Regions from separate parts of the Drosophila melanogaster genome. Here region 2 is linked to region 1. Evidence: chromatin contacts called from public HiChIP or PLAC-seq data. All regions are on one chromosome and are shown on one strand. The core of a region is the stretch at or near the end of the contact, and the rest is flanking DNA. Distances in the headings are between cores, read along the strand shown. Region 1 holds the start of Tak1 (TGF-beta activated kinase 1). Region 2 holds the start of CG15445.

Region 1 (6,754 bases), core at 1,149-3,648:
AAAACTCAAAAATTATTCCAAAGTGTGGGCGTGACCGTCTATCGCAAATCGATAGAAATTCACAAGACTAATAAAAATGTGAAAAAAATATCAACACAGTTTTGTGAGGCTTGTGGGCGTTAGAATGGGCGTGGCAACATGGGTCAACAAACTTGAGCTGCGTCTTTGTCTCTGGAATCTGAATGCTGAATCTCACCCTTCTAGCTTTATATAGTTCCTGAGATCTCGGCGTTCATACGGACTGACGGACAGACGGTTATGGCCAGATCGACTTGGCTATTGATCCTGATCAAGAATATATATACTTTGTATGGTCGCAAAAGGCTTTCTTCTGTCTGTTACATATTTTTCAACGAATCTAGTATATCCTTTTACTCTACGAGTAAACGGTATAAATATGTATAATTTGTCAATACTACCGAAGAAAAAGCAAAGATATTAAAAAAAGATCATAACAAGATATTCATATCAGCGAAATGCGAGCGGGACTTTAATAATTACTCATAAATTAAATGCGCTACTAATTTAAAATCTAATTTAAATTCAGCAACAGCATTATAACAACAATAAAAAGACGGCTCGTTGCTTCAATTGTGGATCGTCTGAACACATGAAGAAAGATTGCAATGCTGGAACGAAGTGCTTTAAGTGTGGTGCTGTGTGCATATATGTGCATATATCAACAAGTTGCCCGCAGTCAGTTGGTTGGAAATTGGTGCAATTGGTAAAGGATTATACTAAATGGTATTGAAGTTGCTTGCTGGGTTGACACGGGTGCTGATGTTACGGTTGTGATGTACTCGGTGTACATGAGGCAAAAAGATGTTGTGCTAAGTCCATGTCGTTCTTTGTTGCGTGGCCTGGGCAAGGCGGCCACGTTGCCTCTGGGAGTTTTCGCTGGAGATGTTCAAATAGACGATATGGAGACTGTTCAAAACTTCATCGTGGTGGCGGATGAAAAAATGGAAGGTGATGGAAGTGCATTGGATACGATTTTCTATCGAAGTTTCAATTTACACTGGATGTAAATGGGTTTACGTTTTGTGTCGTTATCAGCTTGGCCTGAGGTAGCTAACATTAACCAGATAAGTATTCACGATTATGTTTGCACTGAAAGTAATGTGAATGCTCCTCCCCAATTTGCACCTATGATACGGAAGCTGATAGACGAATATCATCCAACCTCCAATTGTGCCGGATGAGAAAATTAAGACGTTTCGTCATCAACCAAGTCGACATCCGCCAGTTAAAGCCAAAGCCGTTAAAAAACAAGTCGATGACTGGTTAAAAGAAGAAATCGATTGACCATCTACTTCAAGCTTCGCCAGTAGAACTGTCGTAGTGAAGAAAAAAGTACGGCACTTACAGAATCTGTATAGGACTATCGCCAATTAAACAGCATGGTTCTCAAGGATTGCTTCCCTGTGTCGATTTCCTGCAATTCTACTGCGGCATTTATAAGATTTATAAACCACATATTCCCGAGACATTCTACAACTCTATATGGATGATATTATAATATATGGACAGACGAATGACGAATGTATTAAGAAACTAAAGTTGGTGCTATTAGAATCAGCGAAGTTCGGCTTACGTATAAAGTGAAAGAAATGTCATTTCATACGCACGATATTGGAAGAACGACCTTACAATGACCTTAAACTGAAGGGAGGAGTTTTATTCATGTTTGTCAAAGGAAATGATTTGCTTATTGTACCTAAAATAATCGAACGTAAGATTATAAACGAAGCTCATGGATTCGGACATTATGCAAACCAGAACAAACCGTACATTCTATACAACAGCAGTTTTGGATTCCACACCTAGAGAGCAAGGTCGAAAAGCTTATAGACGCGTGTATTCCGTGTATTATTACGAACAAAAAGCTGGGCAAACAGGATGGACTTTTATGATGCATTGAGAAAGGTGACAAGCCGTTACACAATATAAGTACATCTTCGCACTTGTTGGTGGATTTTTGAAATTCGTGTGGATTTTTACTACAAAATGTCTTAACAACAACTGGAGTTGCCAGAGGAAATGGGCGGGTAGAGAGAATTAAATAGATCTATCTTATCGTTTTAAAAATACAACAACGATTGAAAACTCTCGAAATGGGATGTACTGGCGCCATCTATCGGAGGTAATAGGTACCCCGAGACGCATGCAAAGCGCCAGAGGGCGACACAGCTCCTCTGACGAGATGGCATCACTATTTTTATTGGGAGTATTGGTATCTCGGGTGTAAAAATTAAATTGATGCCTAATTTTTGAAAATATGTCACACAAATAATAAGTATCTTTTAAGTGGATAGATCCATTGATGTCGCTGGAATTAAAAATACAAATACCAATGTTATCGTTATCGGCGAGTCCACACTGTGCTAGGCAAAAATATCGACGTACCTTGCGCCCGATATCTGGCACTAATGTATCGATGACGGTCTTGTTAAATTATTAAAAAAAAAACAAGTTTGTACTTGAAAAGTACGGCGTATATCTACAGCGAAGAACGCAAGAACCCGCCAAGGCAGCGTCCGATGCAGACGCCATCTGTTCAAGCATTGAGCCCGGAATCCGGAGGAATCCCGGCCAGGATGTGATGTGCGCACTGGGCCCTCTCCGCTGGTCGATATAAACTCGTGCCCCCCTCTTCTAGCCACCTTCTTGCTGTCAACCGCCTGCTCATTCTACCCCACAGTTCCAGTCCCAGTCCTGCACAGCAATCATCTTCGCCTGGAGAAGTCTACCGGTAGCACGAGTGGTGGAACCAGGCAGACTACAAAGGACACGGAGACCGCGGTGTCTGGGAAATCGGCTGAGCACGGAAACCGATCCACTAGGGTTGGCATCACGCACCACTTTGTCCAGGAACCTGCAGCTGAGGAATCTAGATAACATCTGAAGTCTCCTGGGAACTGCGAAACACACCATATCTTAGCAAAATGACGTGGTAAAAGTTGTCAGTCGCAATCTATACAAAGGCAAGAAACTTTATGATGAATCCAGGTCTAGATCTTGCAAAGATTCCGAAAACTCTGTCCCCAAGAGGGAACCAAAGGCACAGTTAGCCAGCAATGAAATCGGGAACCCACGGAATCGTAGCCACTAAAAAGGCGAAATCCCGGTAATTCTACCAAAATAGCGCACCACCTGGACACCATAGAAGAGAGCCTTAAGGCAAGGAATCGGTGGCATACTTGGACAGTTGAAGAGAACTTTAAATCTGGTAATCAGCGGCGCCAAATGCAACTGCAACTGGTAAACTAGTACTCATTTGTAAGCCAAAACACTGACAAACAAAAGCTGCATCTGAAAAGCAAGTAGAGAACACCAGGATACTTAGCGTTCCACGGAGATGGCCACAGCATCGCTGGACGCACTGCAGGCAGCCTATGTGGACTTCAGTGAGATAACACTAAGAGAGGTGTGCATACCAAACGGAATATACCCAAAGTCTAGAGCTCCTATTGGTGTATACGTATACGCAATCTTGAAACGATAAACAACCAGTAATCATATACCATTTAGGGCAGAGCAAGTACTCATTCTTAGTTAGTCAGACGATTATCGCACTTTCAAAAAGCATGTTTTAATCTATAAACGGTTATTTTTTCGTTTTAAAAGTGTATGCTTTGTAACAGCTCTGTTAAAAAACCCAAGAAAGGTTTTATATTTTAAACTTACGCATTCCTAAATGCTTACATTCGTTTTAGGATTTCGTTTCAAACTTATTAAAACAAACTACAGACTGTATACAAATATCAGCATATTTATTAACGATACGATCTTATCAGTTTGATAAGAAACGAATTTCAAATTTACCCATCACAATGCGTTCGTGTGTTCTACTTGAAGTCAATTCAAACTGTGTTAGACCAAGGTGTATAACGTAATTAGTATTGAGGAGTTTTGCACAAGGAGGGTACAACTGTTGAATCAGATCTAATAATCTTTTTCCCCGCAGAAAGTCGGCCATGGGTCCTACGGAGTGGTCTGCAAGGCCGTTTGGCGCGACAAGCTGGTTGCCGTCAAGGAGTTCTTCGCCAGCGCCGAGCAGAAGGACATCGAGAAGGAGGTGAAGCAGTTGTCGCGCGTGAAGCACCCGAACATCATCGCTCTGCACGGGATATCCTCGTACCAGCAGGCCACCTACCTGATAATGGAGTTCGCCGAAGGTGGATCGCTGCACAACTTCCTTCACGGCAAGGTGAAGCCGGCATATTCTCTGGCCCACGCCATGAGCTGGGCGCGCCAATGTGCAGAGGTAGGTCGTCGTCGAGGGGCGGGGCGGTTATAACGTAGGGCTCAACCCCGTAGCGCTTTCCATCCAATTCGTTGAAATTATCTGGTGAAATAATGACTCAAATGGATTGTGGTAATTCACATTGCTTGCATGATTACTTAAACAATTTCAATAGCTATTCCGCATAACCAGAATTAAAATAATAGTAATTTGTTTAAAGTTTAGCCCTAATTACATTTCCATTTGTTTTCCTCTCTAGGGTCTGGCATATTTGCATGCCATGACGCCAAAACCACTAATACATCGCGACGTGAAGCCGCTGAACCTGCTCTTGACCAACAAGGGACGCAATCTGAAGATATGCGACTTCGGCACGGTGGCGGACAAGTCGACCATGATGACCAACAATCGCGGCAGTGCCGCTTGGATGGCGCCCGAGGTCTTCGAAGGCTCCAAGTATACGGAGAAGTGTGACATTTTTAGCTGGGCCATTGTTCTATGGGAGGTTCTGTCCAGGAAGCAGCCCTTTAAAGGCATCGACAATGCCTACACCATCCAGTGGAAGATCTACAAGGGTGCGTCCTCCAATTCACTCTTTTTCCATCGAGCTTATCGAGATCTGTGCTCCTCGCAGGTGAACGCCCGCCGCTGCTGACCACTTGCCCCAAGCGCATCGAGGACCTGATGACCGCCTGCTGGAAAACGGTGCCCGAGGATCGCCCGTCGATGCAGTACATAGTGGGCGTTATGCACGAGATCGTCAAGGACTATACGGGGGCGGACAAGGCCCTGGAATACACGTTTGTTAATCAACAGGTGAGACAGCTTTATTGGGTCAATACACAATTGTAAAAGAGTCAATTGGTGTTTTTATCTATTGAGGAAAGCGTTCTTTTACTCTGCCCGTCTTTAAAACCTAATTTAAATTCGATATTGTTTGGCACTAAATGCAATCATTACCCTATACGGATAACATCACTTTTGCGTTATTTTCCTTTGCCACACATTGCTAACTCTTGATCCTTGAACTGCTCGCAGATTGTCACCAAAGAGAGCGACGGCACGGTGGCCGCTCAACCGGATAGCCTCAGTTCGCAGGAGGGGGAACTGAGCCCCTCGTCCACACAGTTAACACCGACAACGGCGGCCAACGCCAATGTGAACGCGATAGCAATATCAAAAACAACGACTAGCTCAATGACCGAAAATACCTCATCAACATCATCGGACATCACGCCGACGAACTCGGGCCAACTGGACAATAATCCGCTATTCTATATGGTCACCAATCGCTGGGACGCGATTCCCGAGGAGGAGAGCAACGAGAGCCGGAACGATAGCTTCAACCTCACCTCGTCGGCTGAGGCCACTCAGCGCCTCGAAACGATCCGGAACGGCATGATCCTGATGGCCTGCAAGCCCATGGAGCAGCTCACCCTCGACGTGGAGGCGGTACGTCTTGCGCTATTATGTTCTTGGTGCTATTGGTGTTATTGGGAACATTTGATGCTCTCACTAGTGTTTTTTTTATCTTTAAGTATTGATCTTGAATGCAAATTATGTTTGTTTATATTCCGAAGTGTATAGATCTAAATTAATATAGATCTAATTTAATGTGTACACATAGCCTTGGCAGTAAGATTAATTTAATAGCATAAAAGGATACAACGGGCCAAAAACCATAAGTTGTAAATGAATAGTAATTTAGCATTGAGAATTGTCGAAATTGTTCCCAAAAACACCAATAACTTGTAGATGTAACATGTTGAGCAATTAGTAATAGTTACCCACGATCTTTTTCCTCCAGAATGGCTTTGATCTGAGTCCCAGCGAAAGCAGCAGCAGCAGCACGAACGGTGAGTTTGCCATCGATAATGTCTGATCTTGCATACGTCTATGAACCCACCTGCTGTCCGTTTGTTTTCCGACCGTTTTCCTTCGTCTGGCATGAATCACACGCACTTTGCCGTCGTTCAGAGACACAATGGCGTGGTCCGGTTTTTATATAATAGCATTTAATAAGAACAATATTTTTGAATGCCCAAAGGAAACGTCTTAGTTGCAAAAATATTCCGTAGTGATTTTATCAATTGAATATGCTATGCTATCTTATTTGTGAAACATTAGTAATAGACACTATTGTATAACTACTTCGAATCCTGCTAGACATAATAGCGCCTACGACATGAATTTGACGAATTCGTATTGGGAACGCAAAGAATAATTCGAATACTGTCAAAGTGATCATACTCATGTATTAAGAACTCTTTGAATAGACTCACTTAAATCGTGGAACTAGGGTATCCGAGTTTCGACTCTATTGCCGCAGGTCACTTTTACTAGAGCGTCCCAGCTTGACGCATTGTGTCCACTTCTGTGGCACGACAGCTGTTCGATTTCGGCTCCCGCCAAAATAGCCGCAGGTGACGCATTTTCGCCCAGTGTAAACAATGCACTCACCATCCCTGTCCCGCGCATTGCCCAATGCTAGTTTAATTGGACGCCGCG
Region 2 (6,754 bases), core at 2,342-4,841, 590 kb before region 1:
AAATTCTTTGCTAAGCAAAGCAAATACTTACAGCAAATCGTGTAAGTTCCGCTCAATTCGTCGACGGGATGAGCTTAGTGAGCGGCGCCCTTTGGCCTCGACAAGGTCACGACTGAACCCAATCAAGCGCCGCCGTCCGAGCCGGGGTCGAGAGTCAAGCGACAAAAAAAAAAACAAACGATAAAAAAAAAATAAGCAATGACCAGAGGCGCTAACAAGTTTCAGGTGGCTCCAAAAGGTGAATTCTCCCGCTGGCTCGGCGCAATCACATTTTGCAGTTGTCAATAGAAGGCATGTACTTATAAATCTCTATATTTTACTATTTGCCTAGTTGGACAAACAGCAGCCGGGAGGGGAGCTGAATGCCACTTAAGTGCCATTATAAGACTACGATTTGCAATATAGACAAGTCATGATTACAGTTATCTTGACAACCGGTTTCGGGTTTCTATATTTTTTTGTATAGATATAAAAAAGGCAAGTCAAATACAAGCTACTGCTGCAGCATATTGAAATACTCAGTCAGGATCTTCTCCTCCTGGATAAGTGGCAAGTCCAGGTATTCCAGGTCGCTCAGTTTGAGGTCGGAGTTAAAGCGCTCGTAGGCCTTGTACGTTTCAATCTCGACGCGAGCATGATTGATAACAGCTTCGATAATGGGCGCTGGCAAAGCAACTTGCGTCTGCCCGGAGGCGTTCGAAGTAGAGGGGCCGTCAAGATTTTGCCCACCATTTTCGGCCAAACGCCCAACGTGCTTTAAAATCGCTTTCAGCTCCTCCTCGCTCTCTATGGCGCACATCAGACTCTCGATGGCCTCTTCCATGTTATTTGATGCATTCTGTAGGGCCACGCGCGAGTCGTTCTCGTTGAATCCCAGTTGCAGAAGCTGAGCCAGTTTGGTCGTGTCTACGGTGACCGGAAACCATGGCGAAGCACCAGTAAGTTCGTCCGATTCTGTCTGCAGCAGTTCCACCTAAGAAAAAAATATTTCTATTATTTTATAGTTTACAAACACGTGACATCCATGAGATTATAGTTAAAACATACTGATCAATTCATGTCATTGAATATATTCTTGGCCACACTTACCGCTTGGAGGATATCATTATTAGAGCGCTGCAAGGCGATAGTGGCCAGTCCGCTCTCGAATCCCATGTCAGCAAGGCTGCAGACACTGCGGGGATTCACCCAGGTGCAATCTTTGGAATTGGAGCGCTTCAGGCGGCGCTCCATAGCACGCTCGGACGCTTTATATTTCATGCGTGCATTCTTGAGCTGCTGACGACGCTCGTGAATAAACTGAACAGCCTGTTCGACGGCGGTGCCGCCCTTGCAGGAGCGCAGGGCCATACGAGCCTCGGAGGGCTCGAAGCCCATATCGACCAGGAGAGCCAGTTGGTCGTTGTTGATCTTTAGTTCATTTAGCAGAGTTTTAGCCGCTTCGAAGCACTCAAATGCCTGATTGCGAAGATTCTGGTGGAAGAAGATCACGCCCTGGAGCAACTTAAGCCGCATAATTAAAGCCCTCTCGGGACAGTCCTTGCCCTTCAAGGAGTACAGCCTCTCCAAATTGTCGCCATAGCTGATGCCGAAATTGCGACTGCAGCGGGCCAAGCGATGCTCAGCATCCGGGAGCTGGGTAACGTTCTTCAGGCAAAAATAGCACCACACTATGTCGAGGTTCAGCAAAGCATAGTTATCCACGGACTCTAGAAACTTTGAGCCACAGGTAGAAAAATGCTCGTCGGCCTCCAAAAGCAGGAGCAGAGCCTCCTCAAAATGCTTGCGATTCATGGCCGCACGGGCCTTCTCACAGAATCCCAAACCCATGAGCAGGGCTTTATGCTCGGAAGGCGGCAAATACACTTGGCTGCCATTCTGATCCTCCATCTGGGCATGACACGAAAATACAAACAAGTGGTGTGATTTAAAAAACCTTCTAAACAACAACCTAAGCAACTTTCCTTCCGATTTACTCACCTCTATTAGGTTATTCTTCGAGGACACCACCGCCTCCACATCGGCCTTGATGCGATTGATCCTTTCGTACAGGGCTTCGCCAGAATTATCCCCATCGCCCACAATGACAATCAACTGCTGGTTGTTCTTCAACTGCTGGTCGGCCAAAGTGGCATTGGCGGACACCACTTTGCCGGCAGCGATGCACTTGACGTGCGCAGCATTCGGCACTTCCAGTTTCTTCGCTATGCATGCCTGGAGTTCGGAGCCCACGATGTCCAAGCTGCACTTCACTTCCACCATTGTGGCACCGCTGTGCTCGCCAACGCGGCGAACCTTCAACGTGGCAATTCCTGTGGTGCTGAACTCACGTCGGGCGGCCAGCGTACGGAGAGCATTTTCCTGCAGCTCGGTCAAAAAGAACTTGCAGCGACCTATATCGATGCCCAACATGCCGGAGTACTTCTGCGCCAGGTTCTTTAATGAAATGGATACACATCTTATTATAGAATAAAATATTATATATTATATTAATCCAAAGCTACTGAGTTCCTGAGTATGAATGCTGGTAATGTGCTATTCTTTTGACTACTATTGGTCTTACTTTATTTTTAAAATCCCTCAACCTCTATTTATTGAAAAATAAATAATAATTCAAGAAAGCAATCACATTTTCACACGCCAACAAATCTATCGGTTTAAAATCTTATTTTTATTCTAGGCGTTATAAATAAGTCGAAGCGAAACAGATCAAAAACCTATATAAGGAAACTAAATAATATCTTTGTCGTTACTCTTGTAATTCAGAATTATTAAAGTATAATAGGAATTTAAAAGATTCGTTTGTGCAATGTCATGTTGTTTTTTTTTTAAGTATTTTTAATTGGACAATAATATCATATGATCAAACTAATCAAACTAAAATAAGTGTTAATAATATGAACTTAGCTGAAGGTGTATATAAGTTACGGCTTGTCGAAACTAGCTTCTTACTTCTTCAAATGTGAAAAGAACTAACAAATAAATATATAATATATATATATATATATATATATAATATATGCATTTTGAATATAATATTTCTATATTGCCAACCGTATTTCAGGCATTCTTGTCATTTCCCCGACCACTGACTGGAAGGCATTTAGGTGTGGGGTGGTGGGCATATAGTACGTACTTCTAGTGCTCCCTCGATGCTACCAAGATCTTCGGAGTAGTAGGGCTCCTCCCACAGCTTCTCGCCATCGGACTGGAGAAGGGCGCGGATCTGGATGAGTAGGTTGTCGTTTTGTGACATTTTCGACGATGACTTGGCAAAAATTGTGGCGAACTGGCTGAAACTGACGCGTCACAAAGGATCGGGCATGCTCTAGATATTTACTATTTACGAGTGATGTGATGTTCTGGTTCTTCTTCTTCCTTGCACATGTGTTTCTACACGAAACAACAAAGAACGATGCGCAGTCGTTGATAATCGCGGGGTTGGGTGCAGTGGAGTAGACTTTAATTTTGGGCGGGTGACAAATAAGAACTATTTACGGAAATTTATTTAATGTGAACTGTGCTGCGTCTTCGTATGGGATAAGCTCTGCCTGGTGGAATCACCGCAATTGGGTCTTTTTTGTCGTTTGACACAACAACTGCAACTCGATAGCTATCGGCTCTTGCAGCACTCGGCCATCTGTCAGCCACAGCGAAACGCTTGCAAAAGCTGACTGACATGAACGTTCTGCCCGTTAATAGTCAAAGTCTTCAAATTTGGTTTTTTATAAAAACGCATTGGCAAACACAGCTGTGCTTGTTGATTTATATTATATTATTTCTATACCATTTAACGCAAGAAACTCATATTTCAGTTTCACCGTCAGTACGGCTGATGCACTTACTACTTAGCAATCAGCTGTTTTGCGGACAATTATCTATCGATAGTCAACTGCCAACTTTAAAGCGGAACTGTTTTGAATTAAAATTCAAAATATTATTATTGTGAAAAATACACCAAATACACGCTTCCACAAGAAGTATTGCTGTTTTAATATGGGCTCGGCAGTAAATACTGCCGCCGTTATAAGTATTAGTGAGCAATTACTTATGATAAATAAGCTTTTGCTTAGAATACCATTTCATAGAACTCAGTTGTCATATATTTCACTTAATTTTTAGAGCACGCTTCACATAGGCAACACAGCTGACGCCTTTAGGAGGACCAACCCCCGACGATCGAGTTGACCTCCTCCCCAATTTCACTCAGTTCCCAGGTGGCAGGGCAGGCTCCGTCGCACCTGTCACATTTCGCTGTTGGTGGTGAGTGTCTTGCGCTCGTGCTCGTTTTACCTGGAAAGTTCAGTTACTCAAACGCGGCGCATGTAAGCGGCGGTCAGAGGTTCTATCCGAGCATACGCAGACCAACTCTCGATCCCATCCGAGCCTCGAGTTCCTTCAGGACGGCATGAAGGTTCGCCACGTGCCGGCGAGCACGACAACGTTATCGTTCAGGGCGAAGCAGCGGGATGTGGGCGGCATCGGCATGCCTTGCGAGCGGGAGCGGAAGCACGAGGCCGCAAAGCGGGAGCGGGAGGAGCAGATTAAGCAGGAGCGGGCCACAGCGGCGTCGGCGACACAGCGGGTGCGCCAGCATAATCGAAGGATCAGCACCGACGGCGATCCCGCCAGGCGGAGAATGACGCAGTCCAGGGAGCGACTCCAAGCAACCGGACTGGGCAGACCAGGACCGTGCGGACCATCAAATATAACTAGAGGTGGGCCTATTATTTTTATAATAATATTAATATTTTTATTATTATTATTATAAGTATTATTATTATTATAACTATTATTATTATTATTATAATAATTATTTTTATTATTAATATTATTATTATAACTATTTTTATTATTATTATTATAACTCTAAGAAACCAGCAATCTTTATACTCCGACGTACACAAATTTGTTCGAAAAATAATCTTTTCAAATTAAAATATTCAGTACAATAAACCTTTACGAACTTAATAGCGATTCATATTCACTGATAATCCCATTTTGTGTTCAGTAACGCGGGGATCATCATTGCCCCCGGAGGTTGGAGCACACGGATACCGCACAGGAAGGCCTACCAGAAAGCACGTACCTATTCCTCAGGATCAGATTGAGGAGCAGGATGACTCCGATGCCAGGGCGGAACGGCTGAGGCAACAGCTCGAGGAACTGGCCGCGATGTCGGAGCAGGAGTTCGAGGTGAAGTTCCGCCAGTGGCTGGACCAGGAGGGGATTGCCCGGGAGATGCACTCTCACCTGCGGGTGGAGCTCATTCACTGCTTCAATAATACGGCACTCGGTGGGTTTGCTAATCAAACTAATGAAAGATATTTTACTATTTGGCATCTCAAAGTTTATTGAAAACCCCCTTTTTAATTTATTAATCGATCTAACCATAAATGTACCCGTTCCAGGCCAGCTCTTGAGCAAGGCTGCTGGTGTGCAGATGGCTCAGTCCCACGCACTGCTCGTCTCGCCACTGGCGATGGTGCTGCACACTCTGGTGGCGGAGTTTCTGCACTCCCAGAACTGCCACTTCACACTGTCGGTCTTCTGCAGCGAGACGCCGCATCGCAGCAACCTGCCGGACTTCCGGAGTCGGCCGGAGTTCCGATTCCAGACGGAGGAACTGCAGAAGGTCGTGGCCGCCATACTGGGAGAAAAAGAAGCTCTAGCGGATTCGGAATTTGGAAAGCTGGCGGAGGCCCACTACGAGGAGGATCTGGCTGGACAAACGCAGTGCTTGCTGATGGCTCTTATGCGAACGCTGGTGGAGATCAGGAGGTCCGTGCCTAAGCAGGAGGTGGAACAACCGGTCCCTGTCTCTCTGCAAGACACCGGCTGTCAAACGGAGCCCTCTGCCTGCGTGGAAGCTCGTCCCGAGGTGGACACCACTGGTCTGTATCAGACGGAGGAGCACGAGCTGATTCTGGGCGCAGATGGCCGAAGTGTCTTTGTGGGCGGTCGTGTCTCGCAATCTCTGCATTCCGTGGAGCAGCAGCTTAATCAGCTGATTAAGAATCTCCGCCATTTGGCCAAGTCGTGTGCTCCGCCCGTTGAGGTGATATCATCGACAAAATTCGAGGATCTCCTAATGAAGGAGCTGCGCGAAAGGGAGCGACTTTTGAAAGCTGGTCAAGCATTTAACCCGGGCGAACCGGTGATCAAAATTGCCACCGGGGACAAGGAAGAGGAGCATGAGGTAACCAGTGGCAGGAACCAGAAAGATGTGGTTCACTCCAACCTGGGACCCATTCAAGTGCCAGCCCTGGATGTGACCATTCCTCAGCTGCCCCGTCTCCACAGTGAACAACTGGCCAGCCTGGCCGTGATCCGCCAGTCCCTCGAAAAGGTGCAGAAAAAGAGCCGGCAGCCGCAGGGCCGGATGTACGTCTCCATGGAGCGAATGGAGACCCTGATGGGGGATGTGTGCGGCTGTGTCCAACTACTTAGCAACGTTCTCAATCTCTCCATGGAGCAGGAGCACTCTGTGGGCATGCACAAGGGCTTCAAATGGGGCTACCGCGAGGGTTTTGCCCACGGCCACTTCATGGGCCTGCAGGAGGGTCAGAAACTGGAGCAGTTGGAACAGAAGAAGTGGCAAAAGGAAAGGCCACTGCCCGAGAAGCGGGAAAGCTCCGTGCAAACGGAGAGCACGATACCCACGGCGAGTATAGCCACCCAAACATCGAGAAAGTCAGCTCACAATGAAAGTGTCATCACCCAAACGGAGCAAAAGCAGCTAAAGGACGCTGGG

What was found. HiChIP or PLAC-seq counts read pairs in DNA pulled down with a chosen protein or histone mark.
Region 2: an H3K27ac HiChIP or PLAC-seq map of the Kc167 cell line shows a contact between it and region 1, with 4 times the contacts expected there. The contact joins the promoter of CG15445 here to the promoter of Tak1 in region 1. A contact is called at or near these places in 3 of 107 Hi-C or Micro-C datasets (the D17-c3 cell line, the ML-DmBG3-c2 cell line and the S2 cell line) and 2 of 6 datasets of contacts at active chromatin or transcription factors (both in the Kc167 cell line).

Annotation. Positions count from the first base shown.
Region 1 is chrX:20,520,572-20,527,325 of dm6, reverse strand. Tak1 (TGF-beta activated kinase 1) reads left to right here and starts at 2,398. Exons shown (of 8, transcript NM_079356.3): 1 at 2,398-3,427; 2 at 3,968-4,267; 3 at 4,506-4,821; 4 at 4,881-5,062; 5 at 5,285-5,698; 6 at 6,054-6,102. The coding sequence starts at 3,359.
Region 2 is chrX:21,113,998-21,120,751 of dm6, reverse strand. It overlaps CG15445, which reads right to left and starts at 3,591. Exons shown (of 5, transcript NM_134592.4): 1 at 3,348-3,591; 2 at 3,137-3,289; 3 at 1,981-2,436; 4 at 1,090-1,890; 5 at 308-973. The coding sequence starts at 3,256. The coding sequence ends at 494. It overlaps unc (uncoordinated), which reads left to right and starts at 3,838. Exons shown (of 7, transcript NM_001298583.1): 1 at 3,838-4,036; 2 at 4,123-4,718; 3 at 5,012-5,296; 4 at 5,412-6,754. The coding sequence starts at 4,409. It also overlaps asRNA:CR44374.